2 separate regions of the Rattus norvegicus genome follow, and region 1 is linked to region 2. Evidence: chromatin contacts called from public Hi-C data. All regions are on one chromosome and are shown on one strand. The core of a region is the stretch at or near the end of the contact, and the rest is flanking DNA. Distances in the headings are between cores, read along the strand shown. Region 1 holds the start of Dgcr8 (DGCR8 microprocessor complex subunit). Region 2 overlaps Arvcf (ARVCF, delta catenin family member).

The links. Hi-C and Micro-C count contacts between places; a contact is called where the count stands out from the background.
Region 1: a contact with region 2 is called in a Hi-C map of Schwann cells, with 2.5 times the contacts expected there. The contact joins the promoter of Dgcr8 here to the enhancer-like site in region 2. A contact is called at or near these places in 4 of 12 Hi-C or Micro-C datasets (the A7r5 cell line, the Rat2 cell line, Schwann cells and 1 more).

The regions. Positions count from the first base shown.
Region 1 is chr11:96,205,179-96,211,746 of GRCr8, reverse strand. It overlaps Dgcr8 (DGCR8 microprocessor complex subunit), which reads right to left and starts at 2,709. Exons shown (of 15, transcript NM_001105865.1): 1 at 2,572-2,709. It also overlaps the pseudogene LOC134480935.
Region 2 is chr11:96,094,003-96,101,483 of GRCr8, reverse strand. Arvcf (ARVCF, delta catenin family member) reads left to right here. Exons shown (of 18, transcript NM_001131013.2): 6 at 622-1,121; 7 at 1,764-1,947; 8 at 2,421-2,538; 9 at 2,806-2,977; 10 at 4,372-4,443; 11 at 5,409-5,536; 12 at 5,767-5,917; 13 at 6,153-6,351; 14 at 6,453-6,564; 15 at 6,662-6,749; 16 at 6,951-7,004; 17 at 7,276-7,361. Among named protein-coding and RNA genes, the nearest start is that of Txnrd2, 25 kb to the right of the region's middle. Within about 2 kb of position 3,778, at least 30 of the 93 cell types and tissues checked have an H3K27ac peak or open chromatin away from gene starts, as enhancers often do. A contact at or near this core is called in Schwann cells, where this site is marked.

The sequences.
Region 1 (6,568 bases), core at 1,460-3,959, 110 kb before region 2:
CCTAACAGTCCACGAGTAAGACCAGAACAGTGCCCGGTAGGTGCTTGCAGGGACCTCAGCAAGTCAAACCTGCGGTTTCTGAGGTAGACTATGCGAATAGTAAGAACACTCAGTAGACAGAGGTTGGAGTGGTAGATAGGGAAGCATACTGCATGTTAAAAGCAGTGGGCCAGTGAGGAACTATAAAGGATGAAGACAATAAATGAAGACATTGATAAGTGTTAAAGCAGGAGAAGCTTTTTAAAAAATCATAGGTGGGGACCCTGAGGCCCTAGAAAAGGAAAGCAGACATCTTGCAGAAGCAGGCAAACTGTCTAGCTCTTGAACTCAGCGACAGGCAGTCCTAGGTACGTTTCTTACCTCCCCTCTGAAAGCTTATTCATTTATCAACTATTTGCTGAATGCCTTCCTTCCAAAAGGCACACACATCATTTATGTGTGTTAAGCACAAAGCAGACAAAACACTTGCCCCACAGAGCAATTACACTTCCCCCACAGAGCATATCAGTGTGAGAGATGGATAATAACAAGAAAAGTATCTATGATGTCACATGCTGACAAATATTCTATTAAAACAAAGCAAGGAAAAAAGCTAGGAAGCAGCTTCCAAAAGATTATACAAGGTTCTACAGCCAGCATCCACCTAAAGATGAAACAGATGGAGCCAGGTGGCTACAAGGGTAAAAGGAGGGTAGAAGACACTCGAAGGAAAAGCAAAGACCCTGGGGCAGAGCCATGGTGTGGCCAAGCTAGGGACAGTATGCTGAGTGAAACCGACAGGCCTGGGCAACAAGCATTAAGATTTTACATGTTTATCTTGAATAACAGGATACTGCACAGAAGGGGTCAAAACAGTGGGATCACTGATCCATGGGTAACAATGGCAGCCAACCCAGACACAGGCCCTGCTGTAAGGATTTTATGCAACTTACTAAGCACTGTGACAGAAAGGTTAAACAACCTGCTCAAGGTTACAAAGCTAGGAAGTGGTACAGCTGCTTTGCCACCCAAACAAACAGGCCTGAGTCTATACTACCTCAGTTTTATAACATCATACAATTTAAAGAATCACTCTGGGTCCAGAAAAACTAAGAGGGTAAGAGAGGGGATCAAATCAGAGGAAGAATTAAAGGGCTCACAGGGAGCTTGGACAAGGACTTTAGGTTGCAGTTTCTTAGCAATGGTCTACTGTTGGAAACAGGTGGCAAGGCTTCCTAAGAGATGCATGCAGGCCTAAGAGAAGCACCAAGGTGACTTTAGACAGCCATATGGACGGTTCTGGCATGGACTGTGGCTATATCTTAGCTTGGGTCAAACTATTTGGTATCAAAATGAAATGGACAACTAGAAGCAGGAGGTTGGAGATCAGAAGGGAGGGCAGCATTGAAGATAGTGTCATGGAAGATGTCAGAGGAAACTGATATGCCAACTACAAGAGATCACATGGGAGGGGAATGATGACAAGAGAAGGCCAAAACTGGGCAAACCAGTCAAAATCATGTTTCTCAGAAAGTAAAATTCAGACAGCAACTGTGAACTGCCCGCTTCACAACATGCCTGGCAATGCAGGTCAAAGGGTAGCCCTCCTGCCCATCAACCTCACTATTCTTCAGCCAACTGGACCTATGGATGCGGATCTTGATTTGCCAATTAGACTGTGAGCAAGTCAAACCCACAGCTGGCTGCCCTGGACCCTGGCACAGGGTTACCCAACCCATCTGAACAACTCCTACACGGCCAGTGCTACAGCTGCAGCCTCCTGATCAACCCAAAGGCAGTATGACCTCATCAATTCCTTTGTCACCCGGCAAATCCTATTCTAAACTGACAGGCCGCTCTCACTTGACCAGCCTTTCACTCCCTTCAATTAGTGATGGTTTACAGTGGGAACTGAGCCACTTCCAAATCTGGGAGTCTAGTTTGAGCCAGCAGACAGTGGGCACCCTAATAGTGATTGGCATACAAGAGTCAACAACCCTACACAGGACATCTCTGCATCCAGCAAGGAGGTACATGCAAGCATGCAAGATGGCAAATCAAATTCCTACCACGAGCAACCCAAATCCACTGGATGATACTACTTGACAGGTACCGCTGTCAACAGGTTGCCACTTCCCATTTATTTCTACAACGTTCTTTGTTACTGTAAAACCACATTCTGATAAGCTATCTGACACTTCATCCACGGGTTATTTGGTGGAAACTTGGGAGGTTTCTCGGCTATTCCAAACAGACAAAACAGGCAGACTTTAGGGTGTGAGGTGTCCCTGCCCACACCTCTCCCGCCAGAAGGCGAGGTGATGGCTTCAGGCCCACCGCCCAAGGGGCTTCGTTACCAGACCGACAGCACCCTACGTCCGTGATGCCTGGGCTCCGGGCCCGGCCCCCACTGCACAAAGGCCGAGACTCCGCGTGGCCCAGCCCGCCTAGAGCGCCGCGCCCCGCCCCGCCCCGAGCCCCGGCCTGTGGCCTCGCCCGGGAAGGGGGGTGGAAGGAAGGAAGGAAAGGGCGCAGCCTCTCCAGGCCGCAGCGCCCGCCGCCTGCGGGGCGCCCATCGCGCCCCGCACCTACCTGTGGCGCCCGCGACCTGCCCGAGCCGCCCGCAGCCCGACCACAGTCGGCCGACCCTCACCGCCCCGGCGCCGCCGCAACCCGCGAAGGCCTTTGCAAGCTCTCGGCTCTTGAGACCCGCTGCCGCGCGGGCGAGCGGAAGGCGGGCCTTGGCGGAGCGCGACCAATCCCGGCGCACGGCCGCCGCGTATTGGGGGAGCCGGGAGCGGGCTGAGGAAGCCGCCAATCGGCGGCGCGAGAAGCGCGCGGCCCAATTGTAAGGCGCTATGGAGGCCACGTGGGCGGGACCAGCCGCAAACCTTGCACAGCTAACGGCTGTCGCTCCGGGTGGGGCTGAGTTGCGGCCGCGGGGTGCGCCGGGAGAGAGGCGCGTAGAGGCTGCTGGGAGCCGGGGAGCGCGGGAGTGCGGGGAACGCTGGGAGCTGATCTGTGAGCCGGCCTCTGTAGCACTTTTGAGTTTTTGAATGGACCATCGAGCTCCAACTTTCGGTCGTCCCAAGGACTAAATTGGAGGTATACCCATCCCAGAAAGTCAACGGACAATATGCGCGATGCTGAGGACCGGAGTTTACTCGCAGTGTCGCCACACCTGGAAGGACAAAGGTCTAATGACTAGTTCCCTGTACTTACAGCATCCTCCGTGTCAAAAAGGGAATAGAAGCAGAGGCTAGTTGGGGATCTTATGGTCTGGGATGGACCTTAGATCGGCCTTGCAGACCTGTGTCAGAGACCATTAAGAGACTTAAGCTGTTCAAGACTGACCTGACACACCCGAGGTATCAGTATGTAAGACTTAGGAAAATTCTTTAGGACGGAAGTGAAATAGATGGACTCAGAAACAAAATGGAGTTAGCCAGGTCTGTTCCTGAGCCCTCCAAATCCCTGCCCACAAACCACTACTTCATTGCTATTGACCCGGGACTAAGGTGGAGCCAAGATATGTTAATTCTGTCCATAGTAATATCCAGAACCTCGAAAAGTCTCCTTTTGGTTCTCATTCAAGTCAATAAATGTAATAAAAAAATTATAGAAAACTGTCTTCTCTTGGCCAAACACTTTAGTAATTGCTGATGGACATGAAAAATCGTGGCTGCTAAAAACAGGACTAAAAGGTGAAATGTTGGGGAGCTCAAGATCTCAAGCACACTTGAGTTAATGCTAAAAGCACTGAGCTATATCCCTACTGTTGGGGAGACTGTCTGTTTTAATAAAGTTAAAACTTAAAAAAGTTTCTCCCCAAAATTCTTAGTTACTGCAAATGGCAAGCAGTAGCTTCACCATGGAAAAACCCTAAGACTCCATTTAAGAAGGGCCACCAGTTGGTTGGGGATTTAGCTCAGTGGTAGAGCGCTTGCCTAGAAAGCGTAAGGCCCTGGGTTCGGTCCCCAGCTCAAAAAAAAAGAAAGAAAGAAAGAAGGGCCACCAGCTGTAGGAGGCACAGAGATCTGTGTGTTTAAGATAAGCACGAAGGGACCCTAGATGTTGTTCCTTCAAGGGAAGGAATGCCAACCGAGGAGAGGGCAAAGAGAATCCGGGCAGAAATGGCAGGTTTGTTTTTTTTTTTTTTTTTTAATAGGAATCAGGAGCTAGGGGGAGAGAAGGGAAGCCATGGGCTGAAGAGATTTAGGTTAGGGGTGGGGGTGAAAAGAGCTGAGAGAAACTACAGGTACTAAGAGAGCCTGGAGACCTGTGGGTGCTTTGGTATGCTAGGAACCACAGCCCTTTATCCTGAGCTTCTTTTGGACCTGACAACCACCAGAGTCCTGAGTACCTTCAAACCTTTAGGAAAAGCCCAATACACACTGAGAAGAACTAACATGGGAATGAATGCTGGAGTCAGCACCTAATGGAGACCCGGATTCCCGGCAAGCATAGACAGGCTTTAGATTTCAGGAGTGGGAAATGGATCCAAGGAAGGAGGAAGCTATATTTGGAACTCCAGTAAGCCTTACTGTTCTTAGGTTTTAGATGTATGGGTATGAGTGTTTGCCCACAAGTATGAGTGTGCACTGGATGCCTACAGAGGTCAGAAGAGGAAATTGAATCCCCTAGAACTGGAATTAGTGTTTACAAGCCACCATGTGAGTACTGGGAACAGAAACTGGGCCCTCTGTAAGATGAGCTAAACCATTTCCCTAGCCCCCCACCGTTGATTTTCTGTTTGACAATTAGGATAGTGCAAATTGGTGAGCGCGTGCGCCCACCCTGTTGGCCAGGCCCAGCCTCATCTTCAACAACCACGGAAAGCTGAGGCTCTCCAAGTTCCACCAGCCCTATGTATTTGTGGAAACATTAGACAAATGTTTTGAAAGTGTCTGTGAACTGGATTTAATATTCCATGTAGACAAGGTTCATAATATTCTTGCAGAAATGGTGATGTGGGAATAGGAGACCAACATGAATGAGATCGTCACACAAGTTGATGCACAAAATAAACTGGAGAACTCTTAGGCTGGCTGAGTGGGAGCTCCATCTCGTGCGTATCAGCTATAAAGAATATGAATCTTACTGCCATCTCAAGAAATATGAACATTGGTAACATCAGTATAAAAGTGCCAAACCTGTCCTCTTTTAAATATTAAAGAGGCCATTCCCAGGTAAAACCCAGAGGAAAAGTCATCTAAGTTTACCATACAATATTTACCAAAAGTAGAGGTGGGGAGTCTTAACTTTGCTCTTGGATTTAAGTCAAGGTACTGTATAGAAGCTGCATAAAATCAGTATGGAAGTTCGGTGTTGGCTTTTCTTGCTCAGTGATTTTAAAGAAATTGACTAGTTCCTGTGTGATTTTTTTTTCTTTTCTAAATTGCATATTGGCTATTACAGTATTTCAAAAAGTGAGATGTTTCTTTAATTAATGTATAACCCAAGACGTTGATGTTTTGTATGGATCACAAGTGCAGCATTCTCTTAATTCTTTCTGCTGTTTGTCACAGTTCTTATTTAAAGAACCAACTATGTATTGCATGAAAACATGACCTTTCTTTGGTTTAAATAAACTCCAAGGTAACTGGGGGAAAAAAAAGAATGCAAATTACAAGCATTTGTAAATAGGAAGAACTCTAGCTAAAGATACCTTGGCTTTATATTTCCTCCAGTGAGGACCATTCGTTACTGCTGATTTTTTTCCCTGCATGGTAATCTAGAAGTCCAAGCAATAAAACTAAGGATAATAAGTGATCAGTCAGCTTTAAGTGGAATTTAAATTCATTTAAGAGAAAAAATAAGCCAAGCATTGTGGCAGCCTCATCTCTGTGAGTCTGAGGCCAGCCAAAGCTACATGAGACCCTGTCTCAAATAAATAAATAAAAATAAATCAGTGAAAAAGAAAGCGAGAAAATGAAGTGGGCAGTGGTGGAAGCCCACACCTTTATTCACGGCACTCAGGAGGCAGAGGCAGGTGGATCTCTGATTTCGAGACCAGCCTGGTCTTCAAATTTAGTCCAGGACAGCCAGGGATACACAGAGAAACCTTGTCACAAAGACAGCAACAAAAACAATCTGAGAATTTTTTTAAACTTTCAGAATCAAGATATTCAAGGTCAGGGTATTAACAAAATTTTAGAGATGGTGTCAGAAGATAAATTCTAAAAATCTTTCTTAGCCCGCTGCCCATCTGTCTCTGCCCAAAAGGCGTCAGCTTATCCTCCTCCATCACTCTCTTCTCTCATAATCCTCAAACAAAACAAAATCCTATGTCGGGCTGGAGAGATGACTCTGGTTAAGAGCCCCGACTGCTCTTCCAAAGGACCTGAGTTCAATTCCCAGCAACCACATGGTGGCTCACAACCATCTGTAATGGGATCTGATGCCCTCTTCTGGTGTCAAAGACAGTGACAGTGTACTCACATACATGGAATAAATAAATAAATCTTTTTTAAAAAAATCGTATGTCAGGGCTGGGGATTTAGCTCAGTGGTAGAGCGCTTACCTAGGAAGCGCAAGGCCCTGGATTCGGTCCCCAGCTCCGAAAAAAAGAACCAAAAAAAAAAAAAAA
Region 2 (7,481 bases), core at 2,529-5,028:
GGGCATCAGATGTTTGCACTGTGATTCTGCAGTTTCTGTGCCTCCGTGTCCCCCATGCGCCCTGGTCCTTCTGGTTAAGGCCTTGATCCTGCCCTTTATACTGTTCGTTTATATCTGTAGCATGAAAACATGACCACAGCCCAAGTCTAGAGTTTGTTATATGACTGGGCAAATTATGTTACCTTCCTGGCCTTAGTCCCCCCTTTCCTGGGAAGTGTGAGAGTTCACAAGGTCACTGAGAGCCAAAACGTGTCCTTGTCAGATGGTCTAATTGGAGTGGCCATGCACAGGGAGGATATTCTACCCTTACACTGGTATAGTCAGCTGCTATCACAGAAAGGACGTGGGAGGCCTGCCCTGTCCCTGACAGATGCCACACTGACATTAAGTCACGGTTAATAACACTGTTCAGGAGCGGACTTCCTGACGTGGGCTGTAATCTTGACCTTGCAGCAGCACTGGCTAGTCTGGCCTGCATCTCTTGGTGTCCACCCCGTTTGGGGCTGATGGAGGATGCTGTCAGTCCCCCTTGGCAGGGAATTCCTAGAGCCCTGGACAAGATGTGGAGGGGCAGGGCTGGCAGCTACTGTGGAGGTGTTGGCAGGATCTGTTCATCCACAGGGCCTTGGAAGACACCGCAGATGACACTGGTGAGCTGGTAGAAGAGCGGCCCCCGTTCCCAGCCGCAACAGCCCCTCTAGCCCAGCCTGAGAGGGGCAGCCTGGGCAGCTTGGACCGAGTAGTGCGGCGCTCACCCTCAGTAGACAGCACCCGCAAGGAGCCGCGCTGGAGGGACCCTGAGCTGCCCGAGGTGCTGGCCATGCTGCGGCACCCCGTGGACCCTGTGAAAGCCAACGCCGCAGCCTACCTGCAGCACCTCTGCTTTGAGAACGAGGGCATCAAGCGTCGGGTGCGGCAGCTGCGTGGGCTGCCCCTACTCGTGGCGTTACTAGATCACCCTCGGGCTGAGGTGCGCCGCCGGGCCTGCGGGGCACTGCGCAACCTCTCCTATGGCCGCGATGCCGACAACAAGGCTGCCATCCGGGACTGCGGGGGCGTGCCAGCCCTGGTGCGCCTGCTGCGGGCTGCCCGTGACAATGAGGTCCGTGAGCTGGTCACTGGTGAGTGGGCCCTGGCCGTGGCTGACATGAACATGGCTCAGTCGGAAGTTGGGAGAACAGGAGTGTAGTAGGCCCATGTGCTGGGATGGGTCCCCAACTCTCGCAACCGTAGAGTTGCTGGCACCAGACCCTGCCTCCCTGGTTCCTAACCTGTGCAAATGCCGGGGTAGAGCTTGTGCCTTGGAGAACTTGGGAGCCACAGGACGGTCTCTCCATGGTCCTGTGGTCTCAGGAGCATGTGCCAGTCCATCTACTCGAGTAGCAGGGAATGGATGGGATAAACTATCACTGGTCACACCTCTCCTATAACTTTTCCTTGTTAGCGGAAAGCTCCTACTAAGTGCTGCCTATACACCTTGCTGTATGGGGTCCAGAACCTCTTACAGCTTTCAGTGCTCCTTATGTGAACGGAGTGTCACTCAGTGGAACTGCTTGCCTAACATGTGCAAAGGTGCCATCTTTGGGACAACTTCCCAACCCCGACCTCACCCCTACCCCTCACAAAAACAGCAGCAATTATGCTAGCTTCGAGTGCTGGCTGGAAGACAAGGACGTTAAGCAGAAGCAGATCCTAAGTGTCATCCCTGGGGAGGCCGAGGCAGTGGGTCATGGCCAACATTATTGACTAGAGGCACATTACAGGCACACTCTGGAACCTGTCATCCTACGAGCCCCTGAAGATGGTCATCATTGACCACGGCTTACAGACTCTGACCCATGAGGTCATCGTGCCCCATTCTGGCTGGGAGCGAGAGCCTAATGAAGACTCGAAGCCCCGGGATGCCGAGTGGACGACAGTCTTTAAGAACACATCAGGCTGCCTGAGGTGTGGGCAGGGGCGGGGCATAGGCCATATCTGCAGGATGGCAGGAGCTGCCATGTTTCTGTCCCAGTTTGTCCAAAGTTAAGGAGTTCTCGAGCCACTTCCCAAGTCTCTGGGATTTCCAGTGGAGCTCTGTTCATACCCACACACACCTTGTGGATACAGGGATACAGGGATATCCACCCTGTATCCCTGAGATCCTGCCTGTCCGTCAGTTTTGTACCATTGTATCATAGATTCTGGCCTCTTGGGGCCCGTCTCCATCCTGTTCCGGTTCAGCTGGGAGCAGGGGGAGCTGCTTCCTCCCCAACAGTTACAAGGCTAAAAGCTCCACTGCCCGGGACAGACCATCACCTTCACTGCAGTCCAGCAGGGCCTGCTATAGGATAAAAATTCCTCTGACCTGTTGGGCTGGGGAATTTAGTGGGACAAAAATGGGAGGGGGGTCACTGGTGGTCCTGCTCCCTCCCACCCAGGAACGTGAGCTCAGATGGTGCAGAGGCCCGGCGGCGACTTCGTGAGTGCGAAGGGCTGGTGGACGCTCTCTTACATGCCCTGCAGTCAGCTGTGGGCAGGAAAGACACAGATAATAAGGTGGGTGAGGCAGATGGGGACCAGCCTGCCCTCCAAGTTCTCAGAGCCCAAGGGTCACAGGGAGCACCCCAGAATAGCACAGATGAGACGTCATAACTTTCTAGAACACACGGTCCCTCATATGGCTCAGGGCCCCTCCTAGCAGTTCTCCCCACTGAGGCTGACAGTGCTGATGGTGTTAAAGCCACAGCTTTACACAAGGGTCTGGGAAGCTCAGCAGCCCCCTTGTCCAGTGTTGCTGCTCAACCAGGCCACCTCTTCCCACAGTCAGTAGAGAACTGTGTGTGCATCATGCGGAACCTGTCCTACCACGTGCACAAGGAAGTTCCAGGGGCTGACAGGTACCAGGAGGTGGAGCCTGGGATCCCGGGCAGTGCTGCAACCTCCCAGCGTCGGAGGAAGGATGACGCCAGCTGCTTTGGTGGCAAGAAAGCGAAAGGTGGGTGGGTGAGGCTGAGATGTGTGTCTTTCCCACCACTTCCAGGGCTCAGGGCTCTCTATGTCCATGGCAGTGGTCCTGGAGTGCTGAAGTCAGTCCCCGTGGGCATACAGCAAGTGGGAAAGGTGCAGACTCAAGGCCTAGCCTTAGCCCTTTCCTGTGGGCCATGGATGCTAGTCACATCTGTCTACTCTGGGGAAGGATTCCGAGGGCCCACAAATGACACCACCTGACTGCCACAGAGCAGACTGGAAAGCACAGCCCTTTCCTTCACCTGGCCAGGTACCCTCAGCACTTGCAGGGTACAGGTTCAGGTACCTGCATCCCCCAGCTGCAGCAGTGGGACAGGTGCGCTGCATTCTCTTGTCCTGACCATAAGTCTTCCCTGTGCCTTATGGGTACTGAGTCCCCAGAGTTCCCGAGTGAGGTTGACAGTCTGCCAGCTTGGCCCTCGCATGGGTGGGAGTAGGAGTCATGGGAGGGTGCTGCTGCTGCTCAGGCTCATCTCCTCTCTCCTGTGCTTCTTCCGGCCGCCCAGAGGAGTGGTTCCATCAAGGTGAGTCCCTGTTCTGCTGTCCAGGTCTGGCAAGTGCTGTCCAGGTCTGGCAAGTGCTGTCCAGGTCTGGCAAGTGCAGTGGGCAGCAGAGTAACTCTGTTACCTAGGCTCAGGCAGTTATTTCCATGACAACTATGGGACAGCTGGGATGCCTTCCAGCCTTCAGGCCCTGCCCCACCCCCGTCCCCTGGAAGGGCAGCCATCTCCATGACAACTGCATAGCTGTGACAGAGGCTGGAATGTAGCCCTGGGCTGGTGGGGAGGCCCAGGGGCTGCTGCTTACAAAGTCAGAACAAGCTACCAAGCCAGCCCTGGGACAGAGCAAACAGTGGGCAGGGCCTAGAGAGTGGCCAGCACAGGGACCATCTGCCCCTCTGATGAAATGGGTGATGTGCAGCACAGAAGTACACAGGGTAAGCAGGGCAGGAGCACCAGGTCATCTGCAATGGTTTGCTGCCTGCTAGAGCTTCCTCAGCTGAAGAAGGGCCTGCAAGTACAAACTGGCTGCTGTAGGTTGGTCCACGATTGGTCCCCAAGGGGAAGTTTTCCCCTTGGATGTAAATTTTAGGCCCAGCCTTGTTGCACTGTTTCTGGCATGCTGCATTACTGTCCCTGATGAGAGGGAGGCTTAGGTACTCGGGACATGGTTAGGCTGTACCTCTGCTCCACTGCCACCCCTGTCCTGAGCCAGCCTGACTCCTCTGCGGGACGGTACATCTCTGTCGTGGTGTCTTAGTGTCCCCTTTGGGCTCTGAGCAGGAGAGGACTGTACCTGACTCTTGGTACACACTTGTCTGTCGTGGACTCTGCTTCTCAATGTGCCACCCTTCCGTTCCAGGGAAGAAGGATGCAGAGGCCGACCGGAACTTTGACACATTGGACCTGCCCAAACGTACTGAAGCTGCGAAAGGTGAGTGGATAGAAGCAGAGCTGGGGGGGCAGGCCCAGTGCTGGCCATTGAGTAGACCAGGAAGGCCTGGGGTTGGAGGGTCAGGTATCCAAAGAGACTGATCCATCAATGGGGCTTCCTAGAGAACGGCCCAGGCTTGGCAACTCCCAGGTTTAGTCGGTGTACAGGTTGTTTCAGGTAAGCTCTTTCATGGTCGCACAGCAAGTGAGAGAGAGGTACATGGGTTAGAGATACTGTGTTACCAAGCCGTGCTACTTCAAAGGGCCATGACCCAGGGGCCAGGGTGTGAGAATGGACACCTGCAGCCCAGGGTGGGTCACCCCTGCTGTCTGTTAACTCTGCTGGGTTTCCAGTATCCACTGACATTGTGCAAGGCATCGTAGACTAGCCTTAGTGAGAGAATGCCCTACTGGGGCCCAGCCTGGCCCAGGACTACTAGAAGAACCCAGATACCCCTAACTGGGGCAGGCTGAAGGCACATTAGCTCTTACCCATGAGGCCTTGTGCTGGGCACCATCTTTGCTGCGGGGCTGGGCCTCAGTCACTGGGGAGCTGGAAGTGGACATCGGCTACAGTCTTGTTACTTACTCATGAGGGTGGGGTGGTCTGAATGGGGTAGGTAAACCATGTTTCTAGGGGTGCTGCCCAGGTCACATCCAGGGAAGGTGTGTTCTGTTGCTAGTAGCCTAGTGTCCATCTCACTCTACCTTTCTCCTGGACATGCGTTCAGGTGATCCCAATCCCATCTCCACAGGCAGGGTTAAGGGAGACCCTCATCTTCCTGCTTTGCCTCCTGGCTCACCATACGTTTGTCTGTCTGAATGGGGACATTAATTGATGTTAAACATGACTTCAGTGTCAGTCCCAGGGAGCTCTACCTTGCTCCAGAACAATGAATAAGAAGGGTCTGGAGGTGGGGCAAGGACTTTCACCATGACTCTGGGCTGCCATTGCCCTGTATCTAGGCTTCGAGCTGCTGTACCAGCCGGAGGTGGTGCGACTTTACCTGTCACTCCTTACGGAGAGCCGGAACTTCAACACCCTAGAAGCTGCAGCGGGTGCCCTGCAGAACCTCAGTGCTGGCAACTGGATGGTGAGGAGCCAGGTTGGCGGGGAGGGTGAGACCTGGGCGGAGGGAGTCCAGGTACCCCGGTGGTTCCGCCTCAAGCCCTCACATCCACCTGGGCAAGAGGGAGAAGAGCACACAGCATATCCTCAGGGCCGGGAGGCGCTGAGCATTGTGTTGTCATCAGCGCGGTTGGCTGTAGGTGCTGTGCAAGGCAGCCCCGCTCTGAGCAGTCGCCATCTCTGCTACCCTCACAGTGGGCCACGTATATCCGTGCCACAGTGCGCAAGGAACGTGGGCTGCCAGTGCTGGTGGAACTGCTACAGTCTGAGACCGACAAGGTGGTGCGTGCTGTGGCCATCGCACTGCGCAACCTGTCACTAGACCAGCGGAACAAAGACCTCATCGGTGAGGATGCCGATGGGATTGAGCCAAGGGGTGGGCACTGGGAACAGGTTGTGGGAGGAGAGAGTTCAGGGGACCAGATCCCTCCCAGCTGCTAAGCTGTAGGAGCTGAGGTCTTCTTTTCCCAGCCCCTGGGACTCAGCAGAGGTTGTGGCTGGTGATATCCATTATCTGAATGCCAGTCCTTCCCACAGGGGTCGGGCAGAGGTATGTCCTGACGTCTGACCCTGCTTCTTAGGGAGCTACGCCATGACAGAGCTGGTTCGGAATGTTCGCAACGCACAGGCTCCTGCCCACCCCAGTGCCCACCTGGAGGAGGATACAGTGGTAGCTGTGCTCAACACCATCCATGAGATTGTGTCCGACAGCCTGGACAATGCTCGCTCCCTCCTGCAGGCCCGTGGTGTGCCTGCACTGGTGGCACTTGTGGCCTCCAGGTGGGTGAGGGCAGGGCCTGCTGAGGGCTGGGTGGTTTGGGGATGGAGGGAGACTGGATGCGCTAGGCCACTGACCCCAGCCCTGGCTGCTGCTGCTGTAGCCAGTCAGTGCGGGAGGCCAAGGCAGCATCACACGTGCTACAGACTGTGTGGAGCTACAAGGAGCTGCGTGGAGCCCTACAGAGGGACGGCTGGACGAAAGCACACTTCCAGGTACAGCTGCCCCGCCTTATCTCTCACTTTGCTATGTCTGACTCTGAGCAGGAGTGTCTTGGGCCTCACCTCTTCTTTGTGTTTTGTGCCTTCTTAGTCTGCTAGCACTGCCAAAGGACCCAAAGGGACACCAAATTCTGGAGGCTTTGATGACAGCACACTGCCACTGGTAGACAAGAACCTTGGTGAGCACAACAGGGGAGAGGGACATGAAACTTACCCTGAGGCTTAAGAGTAGCTCCCGTCTGCCAGTGCACAAGATAGGTGGGGTAAGGAGACAGGACAGACTCCTGACAGGACACCGAGCACTGTCCTAAGGCGAGCTTGTCTGCCCTGCCCTCCCCATGCCTGCTCACTGCTCACAGATACCTGCTCATGCCTTGCAGATGGGGAGAAGTCAACTACTCGGGATGTGATCCCCATGGATACCCTTGGTCCAGGTGAGTGCTGATATGTAGGTGCGACCTCGGGCAAGAGGACCGGGGAGGACCACCTGGTTTCATGGTGTGATCCTGGGCGATGCTGAGAAGGCCTTGCTATGATAAAATGTCAGCTGGAGAAGAGATAGGTGGTCGGTTTGGAGGCTTCAGGACTGGTTGGAGCTGGCACTTAGACCTGAAGTCCCCTGTCCCAGGGCTGAAGGAAGATCACCTATCCTCACGGTGACTTCCCCCGAATTCCACTTACTCCGTGCTCTGCTCTACCCTACAGATGGCTACAGCACAGTTGACCGGAGGGAGAGGAGGACACTGGGCAGCGACTCCATAGGCGACTCCTCTGAGAAGGAACTACTGAAAGTGAGTGACAAGAAGCAAGTACCCAGGGAGGCTTGACGTCTAGGGCTTGTCAAGAGGATAGCCAGGTAGTACTGAGTATGACGAGGATTTGGGGACACGGCTGGAGTGGCACTCAGTTGC